2 separate regions of the Zea mays genome follow, and region 1 is linked to region 2. The links are chromatin contacts, called in public Hi-C maps. All regions are on one chromosome and are shown on one strand. The core of a region is the stretch at or near the end of the contact, and the rest is flanking DNA. Distances in the headings are between cores, read along the strand shown. Region 1 holds the start of LOC103632574 (pentatricopeptide repeat-containing protein). Region 2 holds the start of LOC100381498.

What was found. A called contact is a pair of places that touch in the nucleus more often than the background predicts.
Region 1: a Hi-C map of endosperm shows a contact between it and region 2, with 2.6 times the contacts expected there. The contact joins the promoter of LOC103632574 here to the promoter of LOC100381498 in region 2. A contact is called at or near these places in 6 of 25 Hi-C or Micro-C datasets (ear, endosperm, leaf and 2 more) and 1 of 3 datasets of contacts at active chromatin or transcription factors (leaf).

What each region holds. Positions count from the first base shown.
Region 1 is chr7:93,704,491-93,708,915 of Zm-B73-REFERENCE-NAM-5.0, reverse strand. It overlaps LOC103632574 (pentatricopeptide repeat-containing protein), which reads left to right and starts at 1,283. Exons shown (of 5, transcript XM_035960968.1): 1 at 1,283-2,836; 2 at 3,110-4,240. The coding sequence starts at 1,385. The coding sequence ends at 3,916.
Region 2 is chr7:93,535,025-93,539,982 of Zm-B73-REFERENCE-NAM-5.0, reverse strand. It overlaps LOC100381498, which reads left to right and starts at 2,822. Exons shown (of 2, transcript NM_001174329.1): 1 at 2,822-3,306; 2 at 4,260-4,845. The coding sequence starts at 3,089. The coding sequence ends at 4,692.

The sequences.
Region 1 (4,425 bases), core at 34-2,533, 170 kb before region 2:
AGAATCCCAGCAGGAACCATGATCCACCAACACGCATTTGACAGCGCAAAAGCAGGAGGAAGAAAAAGCGTATCCGATTCCGCTTTCCCGTCCTCTCCCTTTTCCTCAGAAACGGCCAGCAATGACCATCCTGCCCCCCCACGAGAACCCGTCGACCATGAAAGATCCCCGTCCCTCGTCAGGGAATGAATCCGAGAACTGAGACTGTTGCTGCCCACCTCGGATGCAGCCGCGGCGGTGGCGGCGAAGACGGATGAGTGGAGAACCGGGATGTTGCGGCCGAAGAGCTTAATGGCGGCGTCTTGTGCACAGTCCTGGTCCAGGCCTCCGGGCGCGGCCATGGCGCGCCGATCTCGGCCCCGCGGTCACCGGGAACAGGCGGCGCCTTGTGCGGAGGGCATGCGGCGTTCCCGAGGACGTGGTGCCAAGGAATGGAAGGGGAAGAGAAGAGCGAGAGGAAGACAACGGTGATGATTGCGTGGGTGCTCGAGCGGAAAGGCGACATGCTGGTCTGGCCTGGACTCTAGAGCGAGGTTGTGCCCGGGCGAGGAGAATTCGGTGGCCTTTTTTCCCCCTTTTCTGATGGCTACGGGAGAAGGAAGCGCGACCGGGGCAGCCGGTGAGAATGTGATAGCGGGAGGCATGAATCTACGCGATTTGTGGGCGCGGACAGAGCTGCCATGGATGGCGGCGGTGATGATTGCGTGGGTGCTCGAGCGGAAAGGCGGCTGCCATGAATCTGCGCGCGATTTGTGGGCGCGGACAGAGCTGCCATGGATGGCGGCGGATTGTAGAGAGGAGCACGGAGCGGGGCGGACTGCAGAGGTGTGGGCGCCAAGAATCGCGGTGGGCTGCAGAGAGGAGAGCGGGGCGCGGCTGCCATGAATCTGTGCACGATTTGTGGGTACGGACAGAGCTGCCATGGATGGCGGCAGATTGCAGAGAGGAGCGCGGAGATGGCGACGATTCTTGGCGCAGATGGCGGGCGAGAGAGACAGCAGAGAGGAGAGCAGGGTCGGACCTTTCCTGGATGTGTTGATTCTCCTTCCATGATGGCGAGCGAGAGATCAGAGGCTGAGATAGGACAGCGGGGGCGAGTCTGTTGGCGAGACAGCGTGAGAGAGGAGAGCGGGCGACGGTAGAACCGTGCACCAAAAAAATGTGGACGTCTACACTAACGTCTTAAATATAGTAGTAGATATATATATATATGTGATAGCTCGTTTAGCTTAAGAGCTGGTTCGTTAACAAACCGAGCTACGATTCAGCTTGTAATCCTGAACAAACACCGGTTCTAGTTCGTTTTCAAAACGTTGTCACAATTTTGAGAAAGCTCTGCAACAATTACAGGCACAAGCCAGAACCACAGTTCGGAAAACCACCCATGCTTCCTTCCCGCCATCTCCGCGCCGCCGCGCGGCAGCGAAGCCACAGGCGGCCGCCCGCCCCTGCCGACGCTTGCATTACGGGCAAGCCTGATATGGAGGTCATCCGGCGCAACAGAGCCATCACGGCGCACATGCGTGCGGGCCGCGTTCCAGACGCCGAGCGCCTATTCGCCGCGATGCCCCGCCGTTCCACCTCCACCTACAACACCATGCTCGCCGGGTACGCCGCCAACGGACGCCTCCCGCAGGCGCTCTCCTTCTTCCGTTCCATTCCGCGCCCCGATTCCTTCTCCTACAACACGCTCCTGCATGCGCTGGGGGTGTCGTCATCGCTCGCCGACGTGCGTGCTCTGTTCGACGAAATGCCCGTGAAGGATTCCGTGTCCTACAACGTCATGATCTCATCTCACGCTAACCATGGTCTGGTCTCGCTCGCACGGCACTACTTTGATCTCGCCCCAGAGAAGGATGCTGTCTCGTGGAATGGCATGCTTGCTGCCTATGTCCGGAACGGACGGATCCAAGAGGCAAGGGAGCTGTTCGATTCAAGGACAGAGTGGGATGCAATTTCTTGGAATGCTTTGATGGCTGGGTATGTGCAGCGCAGTCAGATAGAAGAAGCGCAGAAAATGTTTAATAAAATGCCACAGAGAGATGTTGTTTCCTGGAATACTATGGTGTCCGGTTATGCGAGGAGAGGAGATATGGCTGAGGCAAGAAGGTTGTTTGATGTGGCCCCAATTAGAGATGTGTTCACCTGGACAGCTATTGTCTCTGGATACGCACAAAATGGGATGCTCGAAGAGGCCAAGAGGGTGTTTGATGCCATGCCAGATAAGAATGCTGTGTCGTGGAATGCAATGATGGCAGCATATGTCCAGCGGAGGATGATGGAGGAGGCAAAGGAGTTGTTTGATGCTATGCCCTGTAGGAATGTGGCTTCGTGGAACACAATGTTGACAGGGTATGCTCAGGCTGGGATGCTGGACGAGGCGAGAGCAATTTTTGGCATGATGCCCCAGAAGGATGCAGTCTCATGGGCTGCAATGCTGGCTGCGTATTCACAAATTGGTTTCAGTGAGGAAACACTGCAGTTGTTCAAAGAGATGGGACGTTGTGGTGAGTGGGTGAATAGGTCAGCATTTGCTTGTGTTTTGAGCACATGTGCTGACATTGCTGCACTTGAGTGTGGAATGCAGCTGCATAGTAGGTTGATTAAGGCTGGTTATGGGGTGGGCTGCTTTGTTGGAAATGCACTTCTAGCTATGTACTTCAAATGCGGAAGCATGGAGGAAGCTCACAGTGCATTTGAAGAGATGGAGGAGAGGGATGTTGTTTCGTGGAATACTATGATTGCAGGCTATGCACGTCATGGTTTTGGCAAGGAAGCACTTGAGGTTTTTGATACCATGAGGAAGACATCTACCAAGCCAGACGATATTACTTTGGTAAGCATGTCCTTCCTGGAAATGGAACATTGTATTTTTAAGTTTGTAGGATATACAAGTTACAGTATATGTAGTTGGTTTTGCTTGATGAATCAATATCTAATTGATGTCTTGATGACACTTTCATGTTTATCTATGGATCCCTCCTGGCAATCAATCATGTATTATATTTGTATCTGGCTACTGACTTTCCTTTTTAGACAACATTTACCGGGGAAGCTAACATTAGGTTCACTTGTGATCTTCTAATGTTTTGGTAAATTTAACTTCCAGGTTGGAGTACTTGCAGCATGTAGTCATTCTGGCTTGGTTGAGAAAGGGATTTCATACTTCTATTCAATGCACCGGGATTTTGGTGTGGCAACAAAACCTGAACACTACACTTGTATGATAGATCTTCTTGGCCGTGCTGGGCGATTGGATGAAGCAGTTAATCTTATGAAGGACATGCCTTTTGAGCCTGACTCTACCATGTGGGGTGCATTACTTGGTGCCAGTAGGATCCACCGCAACTCTGAACTTGGCAGGAATGCAGCTGAGAAAATATTTGAGTTGGAACCTGAAAATGCAGGCATGTATGTCTTGCTTTCAAATATATATGCATCATCTGGCAAATGGCGTGATGTGGACAAGATGAGACATATAATGCATGAGCGTGGTGTGAAGAAGGTTCCAGGATTCAGTTGGATTGAGGTGCAGAACAAAGTCCACACTTTCTCAGTGGGTGATTCTGTGCATCCTGAAAGAGAGGACATATATGCTTTCCTGGAAGATCTTGACATCAGGATGAAAAAGGCTGGATATGTATCAGCTACAGATATGGTTTTGCATGATGTTGAGGAGGAAGAGAAAGAGCACATGCTAAAGTATCATAGCGAGAAGCTTGCTGTTGCTTATGGTATTCTAAAAATTCCTCCTGGGAGGCCCATCCGGGTGATAAAGAACCTGAGAGTATGCAGAGACTGTCACACTGCTTTCAAGTGTATCTCTGCGATTGAGGGAAGACTGATCATACTGCGGGATTCCAACCGGTTTCACCATTTTAGAGATGGTTCTTGTTCATGTGGTGATTACTGGTGATTATGACTAGATATTTCATGCAAAGAAATTCTGAATGAACTGCACTGGACTTCGAAATCATGATAATGCAATGCATACTAAGGACCAAAAAAGTAGGCATTCTGATGTATGGATCTAGCCCTGTTAGCCACTACCCACTAGACCACCTACTTTGCTACTGGTTCAAAAAGAAATTAGCCTGGTGATCTGCCACATTAAATGGCTTTCAGTTCATTGGTGAGTACTGAGATCCATCCATCTAGAAGGAAAAGACATTGATTGAGTTGGTTTATTTATGATTTCCCTCATCATTGCTTCCTGGCTTACTGCCCCATGCAGCTTTTGGTAGGCACTACACATATTCCTCCCTGTAGTGAACATTGACATGTGTGCTTCGCCAACTTTGGTTGTCATTCTGATTGTTTGGTAGTAGAGTATCCTTGAACACATGAATGAACATGTCTGGTTTAACTGTAAAATTCCTTCCCCAAATTAATGTATCAAGCAATGCATGTGAGCAGAAAAATGAG
Region 2 (4,958 bases), core at 1,573-4,072:
TAAATATTCAATGTCCACTATGGATGGTTATTGCTTAACCACAACCCGCTAATAACTAGATAGATAACTATAAGTATAACCACAACCGACTAAATACTAACCACCTAATACTACCCACTAACTACTAAATAACTAAGTATAAATTTTAACAGCACCTCCCCTGCACGGGGAGGATACTAAAACCTGCATATTCAACTCACATTCATCACATCCGATCAAATTCGCATTTATCACATTCATATTCACGATATTCATACCTAACAAAAATGCTAACAAAACTAACAAACAACTAATTATAGCAACAAAACTAACATACCTAACAAAAATGCTCGCGACGGTGCGGCGAGGCGGGTGCGGCGGGCGCGGGGATGGGCGGCTGGACACAGCTCACGACGGTGCGACGAGGCGGGTGCGGCGGGCGTGGCGGGCACGACCGTGCGGAGGGGGCGGGCGCGCCGAGGGGCCCGGCGCGGCGAGTGGCCGCCGCGGCGAGCGGGCGGGCGGGCGCCTGAGTGGGGGGGGCGGCGTGCCGACGTGGGGAGGGGCGAGGACTCGCGGCGGCGGGAGACGGCGCGGCGGTGGGCAGACGGCTCGGCGGCGTGCAGAGAAGAGAAAGAAGAGAGCGTGAGAGAAGAGAAAGGAGAAAGAAGAACGGTCGGATAGTTTATTTCCTGACTTTGCCGAGTGCCCGCGATCTGGCACTCGGCAAATTTTTTTTAAATTTTAAAATATTCTTTGCCGAGTGCCAGATCTCTGACACTCGGCAAAGTCTCCTTTGCCGAGTGCCCACTGGGCGGCACTCGACAAATATAATTTTACAATTCTTTGCCGAGTGTGAACCAGCTCGCACTCGGCAAAGGCTGCTTTGCCGAGTGTCATTTATTGACACTCGGCAAAGTACATTTTTATTTTTTTAATTTTCCCAACCAAAATTTTTGTGGTATGTTCCTACACTATATAGACCTACATGTACCATTTTGAGACAATTAGAAAATTGTTTTCTATAGCTAGTAGATTTAGTTCGTTTATTTGAATTTCTTCGAAAAAATCACATTTGAACTGCAGGTCACTCGAAACTTGGAATACCGTGCATGCAAAAATGATATTCATGCTAGTTAGCACAAGTTACGACCGATTTCAGGAGCGGACCGGAAACTTCGAGCACCATGCTCACTCAACATGGCCGTGAACTTGCCATACAGCTGTTTAAAAGTTTTATAAAACACAAACAAACTTAGAAAATCATGAAACTTGTCCACGTGTCATGATATCATATGTAGAGTCTGTGATAAAAAATTTAGAATGTTTGGAGAAAGTTGTGAGACATTATGTGTAGAAACCTGAGAGAACTACACATGAAATCATAGAGTTTCAATGTGGATCTCTTAGGTTTGTACACATAGTGCGTTACAGCTTTTTCGAAAATTTTTTCAAATTTTTATCACAGCCTCTACATATGATATCATGACACGTGGACAGGTTTCATGATTTTTTGACTCTGTCTGTGTTTTATACAATTTTTAAACACCTGGATGGCAAGTTCACGGTCATGTTGAGTGAGCATGGTGCTTGAAGTTTCCGGCCCGCTACTGAAATCGGTCGTAACTTGTGCTAAGTAGCATGAATATCATTTTTGCATGCACGGTTTTCCAAGTTTCGAGTGACCTACAGTTCAAATCTGAATTTTCCGAAGAAATTAAAATAAATAAACTAAATCTACTAGCTATAGAAAACACTGTTATAATTGTCCCAAAATGGTACATGTAGGTCTACATAGTGTAGGAACATACCACAAAAAGTTTGGTGGCCAAAATGTAAAAAACAAAAATATGCTTTGCCGAGTATCTATAGAAGGCACTCGGTAAAGAGTTCTTTGCCGAGTGCCCAGTATTTGGCACTCGGCAAAGAAGCCACTTTGCCGAGTGCCAGTCCTCGGCTCTCGACAAAGGCTGACGGTCGTCAGCTTTAGGACGGCCGCTGACGGCTGTTTGCCGAGCGCCTTCTTTGCCGAGTGTCAAACACTCGGCAAACATGTCTTTGCTGAGTATGGTCCTGTGCCGAGTGTCCTGCGCTCGGTAAAGCGGCTTGTTACCGAGAGCCGAACTTTGTCGAGTGCGGCTCTCGGCAAAGCCTTTTTTGTCGAGTGTCCGACAAAAGGCACTCGGCAAAAAATCCGACGCTCGGCAAAGCCTCGGATTCCGTTAGTGATAAGTATATGCAAACACCGATAATGCATATATGGTAAAATTTTAGTTAAAATTACTATATTCATGTTTTTAAGGAGTGTATTTGCACCTCTATTAACTGCTACCTGCTTCGCCTCTGAATTAAACTAGATCACTTCACGGTTCAACATCTAATTTAACATTTCAGTGACTCTATCCTGACATGCTTAGCCACTAAACACGAACGTGCGAGCACGCCATGACGATGGACTATACCATGTTGCTCATTTAAAAAATGACATGTTTAATTCGTACCGACTTCTACGGTGTTTTTGTCTTTATAAATTTTAGATGTATCAGTCCAAATAATTGACTTTAATCTGTCGGTCCTAAACTTTGGCAGTGTCAGGCATAAAGTTGTTACACGTTGATTCATGAACTTGAACAAGCAAAATACCTGCTCTAGGGTAGTAGTACTAGTTGGTAGTCCCCAACATTTCTGTTGGATTCTCCTTCGTCATGTACTCATCATGTGGAGGCATTCCTGCCATCTGAATATGTGATGGTTACCCTCGGCCGGCGTCCTATGCCGGGTCGGCCGCATGTGCAGATCAGAACGAGATGACACCAAGGCCGCCGAACGGCAACCTGACACAGGCGGCCAGGGCCAGGGAGGCAGCTTCGGCGCGGCGCAGGCCGCAGCGCGCTTGCTATTTTTCCGCCGGCCCCTTGGCCCTCGCCTTGCTCCTCTTCTTTATTATACGCGCCACCACACGCATCGCGTCCGCCTCCCACCACCTCGCCATTCTCCCCCTCCCGCGCCCCGAGAAGCGCTGCGGGCCTCACCTGCCCGTCCTCCTGCCTCTCAGGAACCGCGGTTCAGGAAGGAAGGGAAGGCAAGTGCCTGCCGGGGCTCAGCACCGATGGCGTACAGGGCGGAGGACGACTACGACTACCTCTTCAAGGTCGTTCTCATCGGCGACTCTGGCGTCGGCAAATCCAACCTGCTCTCCAGGTTCACGCGCAACGAGTTCAGCCTAGAGTCCAAGTCCACCATCGGGGTCGAGTTTGCTACCAGGAGCATCAGGGTCGACGACAAGGTCGTCAAGGCCCAGATCTGGGACACTGCTGGCCAGGAGAGGTACTCAACCGTCCTCTTCCCCTTCCGTTTTCTCGATCTATTTAGTTTCCTGGTCTGCTATGCTAGGCATCATCGTGTTGGATCGAAAATTAGCTACATAGTATTCATCTACCCCATGCAATGCAATGCAACGTTGTCCTAGTTAGGACCGCGCAGGACACACGACGAGTAAAATGGTCGCCTTCCTCCTTGTGCAAATTGCAATCGTCCACGCCTTGTTGTCCTCCTATATGTAGTCCTGGATTTACATTGATTTTGAATGTTAATAGTATTCATGAGGCATTCTCTGCTTCTATGAACACAACAACCTTGCAATCGCAATACTCTTGTCCTCATAGTTATTCCAATTTCTACCGTCGCCGTCCACAAGGTTCCCCGTGTCGTCATGTCCTGTCATTGTCATATCTGGTAATATGTTGGGTGATTATACGTTTTGTACTGCCCTCCTGGCTGCATTAAAAAAATGTTCTGTTGCAGCAGCCTCTGTAGGTGATGGAAATGGGCAATTAGGCAGGCAACTCTTGTTTGGTAGTCTGTCTCACTGTCTCTAAATTAACCTTATATGGTGGCACTTGGTCAGCTCTCCTGCAAAATGTAAATTCTGCAGTTGTTATCTGGAACTGAAGATATTCTAGGACTGTTTCCTATTGTTTGTGCAGTTCCATTTCTGTCTTCATTTTTTTTGTGTGATGCTTCCTGCCAAATAGTAGCACCTGATGTGGAATGTAGGCCAGCCTTTGTTTGACTTTCGTTTACCATTTCCATAAGAATATAATGCTGATTTTGTCAGCATGCCATCAAATTACGTTCTGTGTAACCGTCTCCAATGTGACTTGTTTTATTTGGTCTGCTCAGCTGTATATTTCTTGCCTAATTTCGCTATCGAATTTTCTTTGGAACTTTCAGTATTTCAGTGGAGCTTAAGTTTGTCATGCATCATCCTCCCCCTGTAGGTATCGGGCAATTACAAGTGCGTACTATAGAGGGGCTGTTGGAGCACTTGTCGTGTATGATGTGACACGCCATGTGACCTTTGAGAATGTGGAGAGGTGGTTAAAGGAGCTCCGGGATCACACTGATGCAAACATTGTCATCATGCTTGTTGGCAACAAAGCTGATCTGCGACACCTTAGAGCTGTATCCGTGGAGGATGCCAAGGGCTTCGCCGAGAGGGAAAGCACATTCTTCATGGAAACATCCGCACTGGAGTCCATGAATGTCGAGAGCGCTTTCACCGAGGTCCTAACTCAGATCTATCGTGTGGTCAGCAAGAAGGCCCTTGACATTGGCGATGACCCCGCTGCTCCACCAAGAGGGCAAACCATCAACGTTGGTGGCAAGGATGATGTCTCTGCTGTGAAGAAGTCAGGGTGCTGTTCATCCTAAATCACTTATGACCATGAAAAGGAACCATATACTCTCCGATCATATGATTGGTAACTGAAAATAGGACTCTCTTGTGCTTCCTAACCTGTTGGTTATGAGATTATGTTGGTGCTCCAGAGAAATGATTAGATGTTAAGAATTTGATTCCAAGCTGGGACAAGAACGTTCTTTCCGTGGTGTCATTGATATTCATGGTTTCTTTCTATGGTTTATAGTGTTCCACACTAATTGACATTAGAATCCTCCCCACACCTCACAGCTTAACA